Linked DNA regions of Oryctolagus cuniculus: region 1 is linked to region 2. The links are chromatin contacts, called in public Micro-C maps. All regions are on one chromosome and are shown on one strand. The core of a region is the stretch at or near the end of the contact, and the rest is flanking DNA. Distances in the headings are between cores, read along the strand shown. Region 1 holds the start of ATP13A3 (ATPase 13A3). Region 2 overlaps TMEM44 (transmembrane protein 44).

What was found. Hi-C and Micro-C count contacts between places; a contact is called where the count stands out from the background.
Region 1: a contact with region 2 is called in a Micro-C map of ear pinna, with 2.4 times the contacts expected there. The contact joins the promoter of ATP13A3 here to the enhancer-like site in region 2. A contact is called at or near these places in 3 of 6 Hi-C or Micro-C datasets (ear pinna, embryonic fibroblasts and skin fibroblasts).

The regions. Positions count from the first base shown.
Region 1 is chr4:84,958,552-84,963,229 of mOryCun1.1, reverse strand. It overlaps ATP13A3 (ATPase 13A3), which reads right to left and starts at 2,302. Exons shown (of 33, transcript XM_008266689.4): 1 at 1,823-2,302; 2 at 1,115-1,158.
Region 2 is chr4:84,858,035-84,862,446 of mOryCun1.1, reverse strand. It overlaps TMEM44 (transmembrane protein 44), which reads right to left. Exons shown (of 11, transcript XM_070072344.1): 11 at 3,489-4,412. Among named protein-coding and RNA genes, the nearest start is that of TMEM44, 42 kb to the right of the region's middle. Within about 2 kb of position 3,101, at least 4 of the 8 cell types and tissues checked have an H3K27ac peak or open chromatin away from gene starts, as enhancers often do. A contact at or near this core is called in ear pinna, where this site is marked.

The DNA.
Region 1 (4,678 bases), core at 1,053-3,552, 100 kb before region 2:
AACAAACAATAGACCCAGTTAATTATTTTCAAAGAAATAAGACACACAGAGGAAACTGATGTTGCCCAAATAACAACCAAGAGATGATTAAATCAACAAATATTTACCTGTGATAACTGAAAGTAGAAAACTTACCATAAGATACTATTCAGACATTCAGAGTTTTCTTCTGATTACTAAGAAACCAGTTTGCTACCTATGTAGGAATTTATCATATTTATCTCCAACTAGTTGTAAATTAAAGTTGTAATTACCAGAAGCTCCCCAATATAAAGCTCTGGGTGACTTTAACAAAGAAACCAGCCCTCCTGTAACACAATCTGAACACTACATCAACTTGAAGCTTGTCTGCTTGGCATTCAAAAGAAACCACTACTTAATATTTTTTATTTCATTATTACCTGTACTACTTACAGATTAAACAACCAAAGGGTCACTTTTCCTACCCAATTAATCCGACCAAACACAGTCACTGCTGTACTAACAATATTCAAAAATCTCACGGGACTATTATACTCTCAGCCTGATCGCAGGGTGGACTGCGCAAGAACACAGCCAGCAGCAAGTTACCTTGGGCAATAGTCATTAGCAGTTTCACTAGTTTCAACGACTTCCAGGAACTGCCCTGCCTTACAAAGGGGCTGCTAGACCACGATGAGACGCCCACCCATATCCTGACAACTAGTAACCTATTCAGCCAAATAACCCTCTAGAGAAAACTGCCACAAATATTCCAGTAAAACAAAACTGATGCATATGCCTTGGGAAAGAGGCGTTTGAACTAAAGGTGGAATACTTTTAACCAGGCACTCCTCCTTCAAAAAGAAATCAGAACGCCTTCATTGTGGTAACCAAGTCTAGAGGCTGTGTTCACTTTGCAATGATCCACTGAGTCCCTGCATCTCTGAGATTTTGTAAAATGCTAACTTCCTGCCTCACAGATCTAAAATAGCCATTACATACCCACTCAGTTCAGAATCATGTGCAGAAGAACCCTGGTTTCTGTTACTGGGTTTACGACTCCATACCCATTCATTTTGCACTAATATAACCACTAAATATAGCTTTAAGACACTGACGATTAAAAGCAGTTAATTATGTGAGTGATTCATACCTCGTGTGTCCAGACACCAAGATTCTAGGATGTTTCTGTCAGATCTACGGGAAGAGGAAGCAATAGGCACCTGTCACAAAAGCTTTCCAAATCGGGAAGCCCCGAGCTGAGTTACTGCCTTCCCCCCACCCCACGGGTCACACTTCCACCCCAATCTGACTTTGCAAAGGGAATGGAGAGACAGGCCATCGAGAGCAGCACGAGAGGACCAGAGGAGAGGCCCCGGGTTCTCCTCGTGCTGCCAGAGACCGCGCCAGAGGCCCCCCCAGGGCAAGTCCCGAAGTGACTTCTCTCTCCCGGCCTCACTTAGTTCATCTGTAAAATGCGGAGTCTGGCACGTGGCTGTCAACTCCGCGGCTGAACACCAGCTGGGATTCCTTCCTCCAGCACCCGCGCAAACCCACCTGGCGCTGGCCAGCCCACCTGCGACCCCCGGGCCCCCGGGACTCGCTCCAGGGGCGCCGACCACCCTCCCGCCCCCGCCCGCAGCGCCTCCGCGCCAGGCCTTCACGCCCTTGGCGTGGGGCTCCTACTCGCCCCGGCACCTGCCCCAGACCCTCTGCGGTCCCAGCGCGCCCCCACGCCGGGAAGTGATGCCCCCTTCCGGCCCAAGGCCGCTGACCGAAAACTCACCTGGTCTTCGCCTCCTTCAACCTCCTCATCACCGCCACCCACCCGCCCCACGGCCCGCTCGCCGGAGCCACTCACCCGCCGCGCCGCCGCGCCGTCTCCTCGGCGGCCTCCCGGCGGAGCAACCAAGGGGCCGCGGGGGGCCGGGCCGCCGCTGTCGCCGCCGCCGCAGCCGCCGCCTCGCCTCAGCCCAGCCCCATCGCCCTCGGCAGGCGCTGGCGGCCTCGGGTCGCTCGAGCTCGAGGCGCCGCCGCCGCCGCGCGCTGCGGCTCGGGGTGAGCGGAGGGAGGCGCCGCGGCGGGGCCCGGGCCGGGCGCAGGGGCGTCCGCGCTCTCCTCGGCGCCCGCGGCGGCGGCGTGCAGCCGGGCAGAGCAGAACAAGGGAGGACGGCGAGCGGAGGCGCTGGGGAGGGGGGCGGTCTGTACTCGAAACGGCCTCCCGCCGCCAGCGACGGAGCGAACCCCCCTCCCCTAGGCGGCAGCGTCCGGAGCACGCTGCGGGGAGAGCCGGCGGGCAGGCAGGGGAGCGCGCGCGAGGAGAGCTCGGGACTCCCGCGCCGGATGTGAGGTCACGTGATTGCCTCATCCCAGCGCCGAGGCCGGAGGGGCGCGGAGGGGACGTCAGGGGAGGGGCGGGGCGATGGGTAGGCCCCGCCCACCTTCCCGCCTTCAGACCCCCGTTGGCCGGGACGGAAAGGACCCGCGGGGGACAGCGCTCTGAGGCAGATGAATGTCGGACAGGGATTTGCTAATGGGAGGAGATGCAATTTGCCTCTCTGTGTGAAGACAAGATCATAATCCAAATTCCCGTTTTACGAAAAGGGAAACTGAGGCTCAATGACTAACCTAGGTGCGCCTAGGGTCAGGGTCACGAAGGAAGCATGTGCTAGAATGGTGGGGGAAACCAAATCCCAGATACCAATATGGAGCTCTTTCATTCCTTTACCCTCCCCCCCCAAAAAATATAAAAACAAAAACCGAGCCTGTAATTCGCATCTGACAGCTGTTGTGCGCGGCCCGGGCAGGGCACCGGGCAGAGACGGCCCCGCGCGACCACCCGCCGCCTCCCAGCAGCCGTGCAAGCACTTCGGATGCCGCCCAACGCGGAAGGCTTATCTCGGTCAGGCCCCGCCGGATATCCAAATCGCGGGTTTGGTTTCGGCGGCGTGCCCCGGGCGACGCGCGGGGAACGGCGAGCGAGCTGGGCCACCTGCTGTCGGCTGTCCCGCCCCCGGAGCACAGCCATCTCTTATTGTTTTCCCACCTTGCTGCCCACGGGCGCGTTAGGAGGGCGTAGCCCGTATCAGCCCCGGTCTGCCGCACTTGGGGACACTCCTGGGGGCTGCTAACCCAAGCCCGGGCACAGTGGGTTCTGATGAGGCCCCAGCGGGAGACGCAGGGGCTGGACAGCTTCGTGCCGGTTCCTCAGGCCACGTGGCTTGGACGGAGCAGCAGACCCACACCTGCTTCTCCCCAACCTGCCCCCGAAGTGTGGAAATGAGTAAATGCGATACGGGGCGTGGAAGTGTTGGGCAAACGCCACAGGGATCAACGTGTGGTTGGCCTCTGCGAACCTCCTCCCCACCCCCACCCTCTGTGGTTCATTTGACTCCTGGCTGTTTCCCCACCCCACCCCGCAGCCTTTAAACAGGCTCAAGTTTCTCTCCTACTGGTAAATACGTAGCTACCGAGGCACCTCTCCCCTCGACGTGCCCTCCCCAACCAGGCCCAACTGCTCTGCTCCCTCTAAGGCAGACCTGTGCCACAGAGGTAGCCCTGGCTCCCTCCGCTGCCTCACTTCCCAGCACCTGGCAGACTGACTCCCCCAGCAGCCACCACCCCCACTTCCATTCAGCCTTCTTCACCCAGCTCCAGCAAGGATCACCCGTGACCTTCATTCCCCCAACCTGGCATTCCTGGGCCTTATCTCCCCGGATCTCTGCTACGCTTGGTGTCTTGGATAGCTCTCTGCTACCTTGGTTTCCAGAAGAGTGCACTCTCCTAATTACCACATCTCCGTGCCTATGCAGCTCTGCCTCCTCAGGTGGCACCCATTGTGAATCCACACTCTAAATGCAGGATCCCAAGCTAAGACCACAGCTTTTCTCACTCCCCCACCTTTATGGTTTCATTTCTCAAATCAGCAATGTCCAGCCCAGAGCTGTTCCACAAAATTTAGAACCGAACATCCAACTGCCTGCCTGGCAGCTGTCTGTATACCGCAGGGACACCCCGGACTCACCATGCCTAAAACAGAACTCTGCTGCCCTCCCAGCTGCCCCTCCCACAGCTGTTGGCACCACCATGTCTACAGTCATCAGAGTTACACAGTTAGGAATCAGTGAGTCATTCTTGATTCAGCCCTCTGCCTTACCCAATCACCAAATTCTGTCTATTCTGCCTCCTTAATACGCCCCCAAATCCCTACCTTTGTTCCCACCAGCATCCTGCCTTTCTAGCCTGAACTGCTACAGCAGCCTTCAATGATCTTAACTCATCTCCACTAGGCCTCCAGGGGGAACTAGCAAAGCACACCTGCTTAAACTCCTAGCAGTCCCCCTGGGCTTCTGGATGCAGGGTGTACCTCCAAAGGACGCTTCATGACCCTGTCAGTGCACTCCGGCTTTTAAAAAGGTCACAAAGAACCCAGACTTCAGACCAAACCCCCAGGGGCCAGCACTGTGGGGTAGCGGGTAAAGCTGCCACCTGCAGTGCCGGCATCCCATCTGGACGCCGGTTCGAGACCCAGCTGCTCCACTTCCAATCCAGCTCTCTGCTGTGGCTTGGGAAAGCAGTAGAAGATGGCCCAAGTCCTTACCTGTACCTTCGTGGGAGACCCGGAAGAAACTCCTGGCTCTAGGCTTCAGATTGGCGCAGCTCTGGCTGTTGTGGCCATTTGGGGAGTGAACCAGCAGAAGGAAGATCTCTCTCTCTC
Region 2 (4,412 bases), core at 1,852-4,351:
AGAGAGAGGTCTTCCATCCACTGGTTCACTCTCCAAATGGCTGCAACGGCCATAGCTGGCCAGGAGCCAGGAGCTTCTTCCAGGTCTCCCATTTGGGTGCAGGGGCCCAAGCACTTGGGCCATCTTCTACTGCTTTCCCAGGCCATAGCAGAGAGCTGGATGGGAAGTGGAGCAGCCAGGATTCAAACCGGTGTCCAACCATATGGGGTGCCAGCACTGCAGGCCAGCGCTTTAACCTGTTGCTCCACATAACAACTATTGAGAGCCTTTCCATTGTTACAAGTAATCTAGGTGTTATAAGTAATCTAGAGATGATTTATAGGGCACAGGAGAGTTATATACAGATACTACACCGTTTTATGTAGAAACTTGAGTGTCCTCAGCTTTTGGTATTTGCTAGGATCCTGTTTCTCCATCATCCGTTAACAGAATCACTTGAGGAGTTGTTAAAGACTTCCAGAGCCTGTCCAGAGCTGGGCGATCATCCAGGAAGGAGCCTCCATCTTCATTTAACTTCACAACTGTAATACGTACACTGTCAGCGTGCACTTGTGAGTCGGAAGCAAAGGCCTACAAAATGGCAGTTCCCATAGGTGGCCACACCGTCCTCGGCAGTGACCGGTGACTGTAAGACAGGAGGGCCCAAGTTCCACCTGCAGCTTAGGAAAAAAAAAAAAATCTCTGACTGGTCCTGGAGACTCCAGTGTGGTAGAGGCCTTTGTCTTTTAATTAAAATTGCTTCTAACTGAAGTTAGAGATGGCACCTGACTGCTTAAAGCTGTGGTAGAGGCCTTCCCAAGGTCAGAAGGAGAAAAAGGGAGGAACTTGTCCCGGGAATGAAACAGAGTTGTTACCTGCTTGCCTGTGAGCTTGCTCTCTGCTTGTTAGCACCGAGGGATGGTATTGGCCCCATGCTAGACAGCATACGGCTCAGGATGTGTGTGGGAAAAAACATCAGCAGTAACTATGTAGGCATGCGCAGTATTTTTTTTTTAAGATTTATTTATTTGAAGGTCAGGGTTACACAGAGAGAGAAGAGGCAGAGAGAGAGAGAGAGAGAGAGAGAGAGAGAGAGAGAGTCTTCCATCCGCCGGTTCACTCCCCAATTGGCCGCAACTGCCGGAGCTGAGCCGATCTGAAGCCAGGAGCCAGGAGCCTCTTCCAGGTCTCCCACGCAGGTGTAGGGGCCCCTTGGGCCATCTTGTATTGCTTTCCCAGGCCATAGCAGAGAGCTGGATCAGAAGAGGAGCAGCCGGGACTAGAACAGGTGGGCATGGGCAGTATTGTATCAATTCCTGCAGCCATGTCCTTTTAGAATATCCAATCAGGGGCCGGCTCTGTGGCGCAACAGGTTAAAGCCCTTGCCTGAAGCGCCCGCATCCCGTATGGGTGTGGGTTCTAGTCCCAGCTGTTCCTCTTCCCATCCAGCTCTCTGCTATGACCTGGGAAAGCAGTACAGGATGGCCAAGTCCTTGGGTCCCTGCACCCACGTGGGAGACCTGGAAGAAGCTCCTGGCTTTGGATCAACTCAGCTCTGGCTGTTGCAGCCATTTGGGGAGTGAACCAGTGGATGGAAGACCTCTCACTCTGGTTCTACCTCTCTCTGTAACTCTTTCAAATAAATAAAATAAATATTTAGGAAAAAAAAAGAATATCCAATCAAATGTATGCACGTAGCTGTATGAGGGAGACAAAGAAGCTAAAACCGTATATAAGACAACACCCCTCTTTGTTTGGGTCTCAGGCTTTTGGATGAAAGTCCACTTGGGCCTTATGCCCACATAAATAATAAGAGGCTACTTCCTGTTAAAGGCCTGCACATGAATTCCCCTACACGCGCGCTACAACACCCACCCGCAGGAAGCGAGGCTGGAAGGAGAGAAAGGCCAGCCCGCTCTGAGGCCTACATTGAGTCCGAGGGGGTTGGCCTCGGAAGCTGGGTGCGGGCCTGGAAGAACCGGGCGGCCCGTGAGTCCTCGTCCAAAGGGCCCGGCGGCTGCCTGCCCCGCGAAGACAGCGCTCAGCCACAGTGTCTGGCTCTGCGGGTGGCGCCTGGCGCAGGGCCTCTGCCCGTGTTCGCCGATGGCAGACCCGCGCGGGAGCAGGGCAGGTGACACTGGGGCCCTGCAGCTGAGAGCGTGTTCCAACGAAGTCAACCACCAGAACTAGCAACAGTCAGAACTGGTGGCCTCAGATTAAAACAAACAAACAAAAAGGCTGGCGGTTGGGTGAGCAGCAGGAAGCAGAGTGCTGGGGGCAAAGGGGCAGGGCAGTGTTTCAGCTTTTCGGTACAATCTTGAAGTAAAGAAAACTATATATAGGCACTATTTTTTATTTTTTAAAATATTTTGTTTATTTGAGAGTTAGAGTTACAGACAGTGAAAGGGAGAGACAGAGAGAAAGGTCTTCCTTCCATTGGGTCACTCCCCAGATGACCGCAACGGCCAGAGCTGCGCCAATCTGAAGCCAAGAGCCAGGTGCTTCTTCCAGGTCTTCCACGTGGGTGCAGGGGCCCAAGGACTTGGGCCATCTTCCACTGCTTTTCCAGGCCATAGCAGAGAGCTGGACTGGAAGAGGGGCAGCGGGTTCTGGAACTGGCACCCATATAGGATGCCAGCGCCACGTCGCCGTAGGCACTATTGTTACTTCAAAAAAGTTTAATGTATTTTAAATCAGAATGGTTTACAGTATAACCCAGGGCTGTTGAGCGGTCATAAATCTGCCAGGAACCGTAAACGGATATTGTAATTATCTCCTTAAAAGCCTGCTTCAGTGAAACGCACCCTTGGGCACCTCCCTGCCCTGCGCCGCGGCGGGGAGGACTGCGGAGTGCGCACGCGCCGAGTCGCGCGCCGCCCTCCTTCCCGGAAGTACCACCGAGAGGTCGCAGCGCGCTATAGGGTGGCGGTGCGGCCGCCTTCTGTGAGCGGGTGGGCGCGGGGCGTCTGGCCTCGTTTCTGACGGGTGTTGGGAGTGGGTGCCCACCCAGCCTTACGAGCCCGAGGCGGCCGCCTGCTGCCCCGCTGGGACGGCCGTGGGCGAGGCGCACGCGGAGCCGAGGCCACAGCCGGTGGGAAGCTCCCCGGGCTTGGGAGGGTGTGCCGAGTGGTGCGCGCGGCCGATTAGCAGGGCATCAGTCAGCGGCGTTTGTTGACCTGTCCTCAATGCCCGGTGCCTTGCTTGGCTCTCACAGCGAGGGTAGGAAAGAGCGCACTGGGTGTTCTCCGAGTCATTAGATCCAGCTCTGTTCCCAGGCTCGCCCCTCCTGGTGCTGACCTCACGGGTCCACTTACTGAAGGGGTCGTCGCCTGCGCTGGGGGGAGGGTAGAGCAAAGCCCTCGGAGGTCTGAAATGGGAGGGAGAGGGGGAGGGGAGCGGGGAAGGGGCCGGAGAAGAAGTGCAGAGAGATGTGGAAGTGTTGGGAAATTAGAGGGGTGTTCCTAAGACTCCTCTGTCCTCTTCTTTAGTGATTGACACATTTAACTTCATTTTTTCCCCAAAAGATTGATTTATTTGAAAAGCAGAGTTACAGAGGGAAAGAGAGAGAGATCTTCCATCTTTTGGTTCACTCCCCAAATAGCTGCAAAGGCCAGGGCTGGGCCAGGCAGAAGCCGGGAGCCTGGAACTGCATCCCAGTTCCCACGTGGACGGCAGGGGCCCAGCACTGGAGCCATCTGCTGCTGCTTGCCTAGCTGCCTTAGCAGGAAACACATCCGAAGAGGAGCAGCCAGGACTCAGACCTGTGCTCATGTGGGCTGCCTGCAGGCTGCCAGCCCCAGATTTGACTTAAAGTGGATAGTAAGATCCAAACAGAGCGGGTATACGTGATACAATGAAACCTATTTTTAAGGCATACCTGGAATTTGCCTTAGTATTATAATGCTTCTTGTAAGTTTATAAAGATGTCAGTAGTCTATGGGAGACAAACAAGCATGGTAATAAAATCAAACAGGAAAGAAAGGTGGCCTAACTTTCATTTCATGGATGAGGAAACCGTGACCCAGAAAGGGAAATGACAAGTAGCACACTGAATCAGACCCGTGGCCTGGAGCCTGGCCATGCTTCTTGGCCCAGTGCCTCTAAGCTAGGAGCTCATGCCCTTGTGTGTGAGTGTGTCACCAGATGACACACACAAATCTCTTTATCATGCTGACGCCCTAGACGGAGATAAAGCGGCTAGTTCTTGAGGATCTAGATAGGCTTTTAAGAAAATCTTAGTGATCAGAGCTCTCCCTAAATAATAGACTTCAGCAGATGAATAGGTGATGGGGTCCTTTTTTTCTTTTTCTCCCATTGGAGCATAAATAAAGATGAGGTAATCACTCACAGAAGATTCAAACCTCTGAAATCCCGTCTGTTAGTCTGACTGGTTGCCAACAGGAGAATGTGTCCAGGAAGTTTAGGGAGGAAAG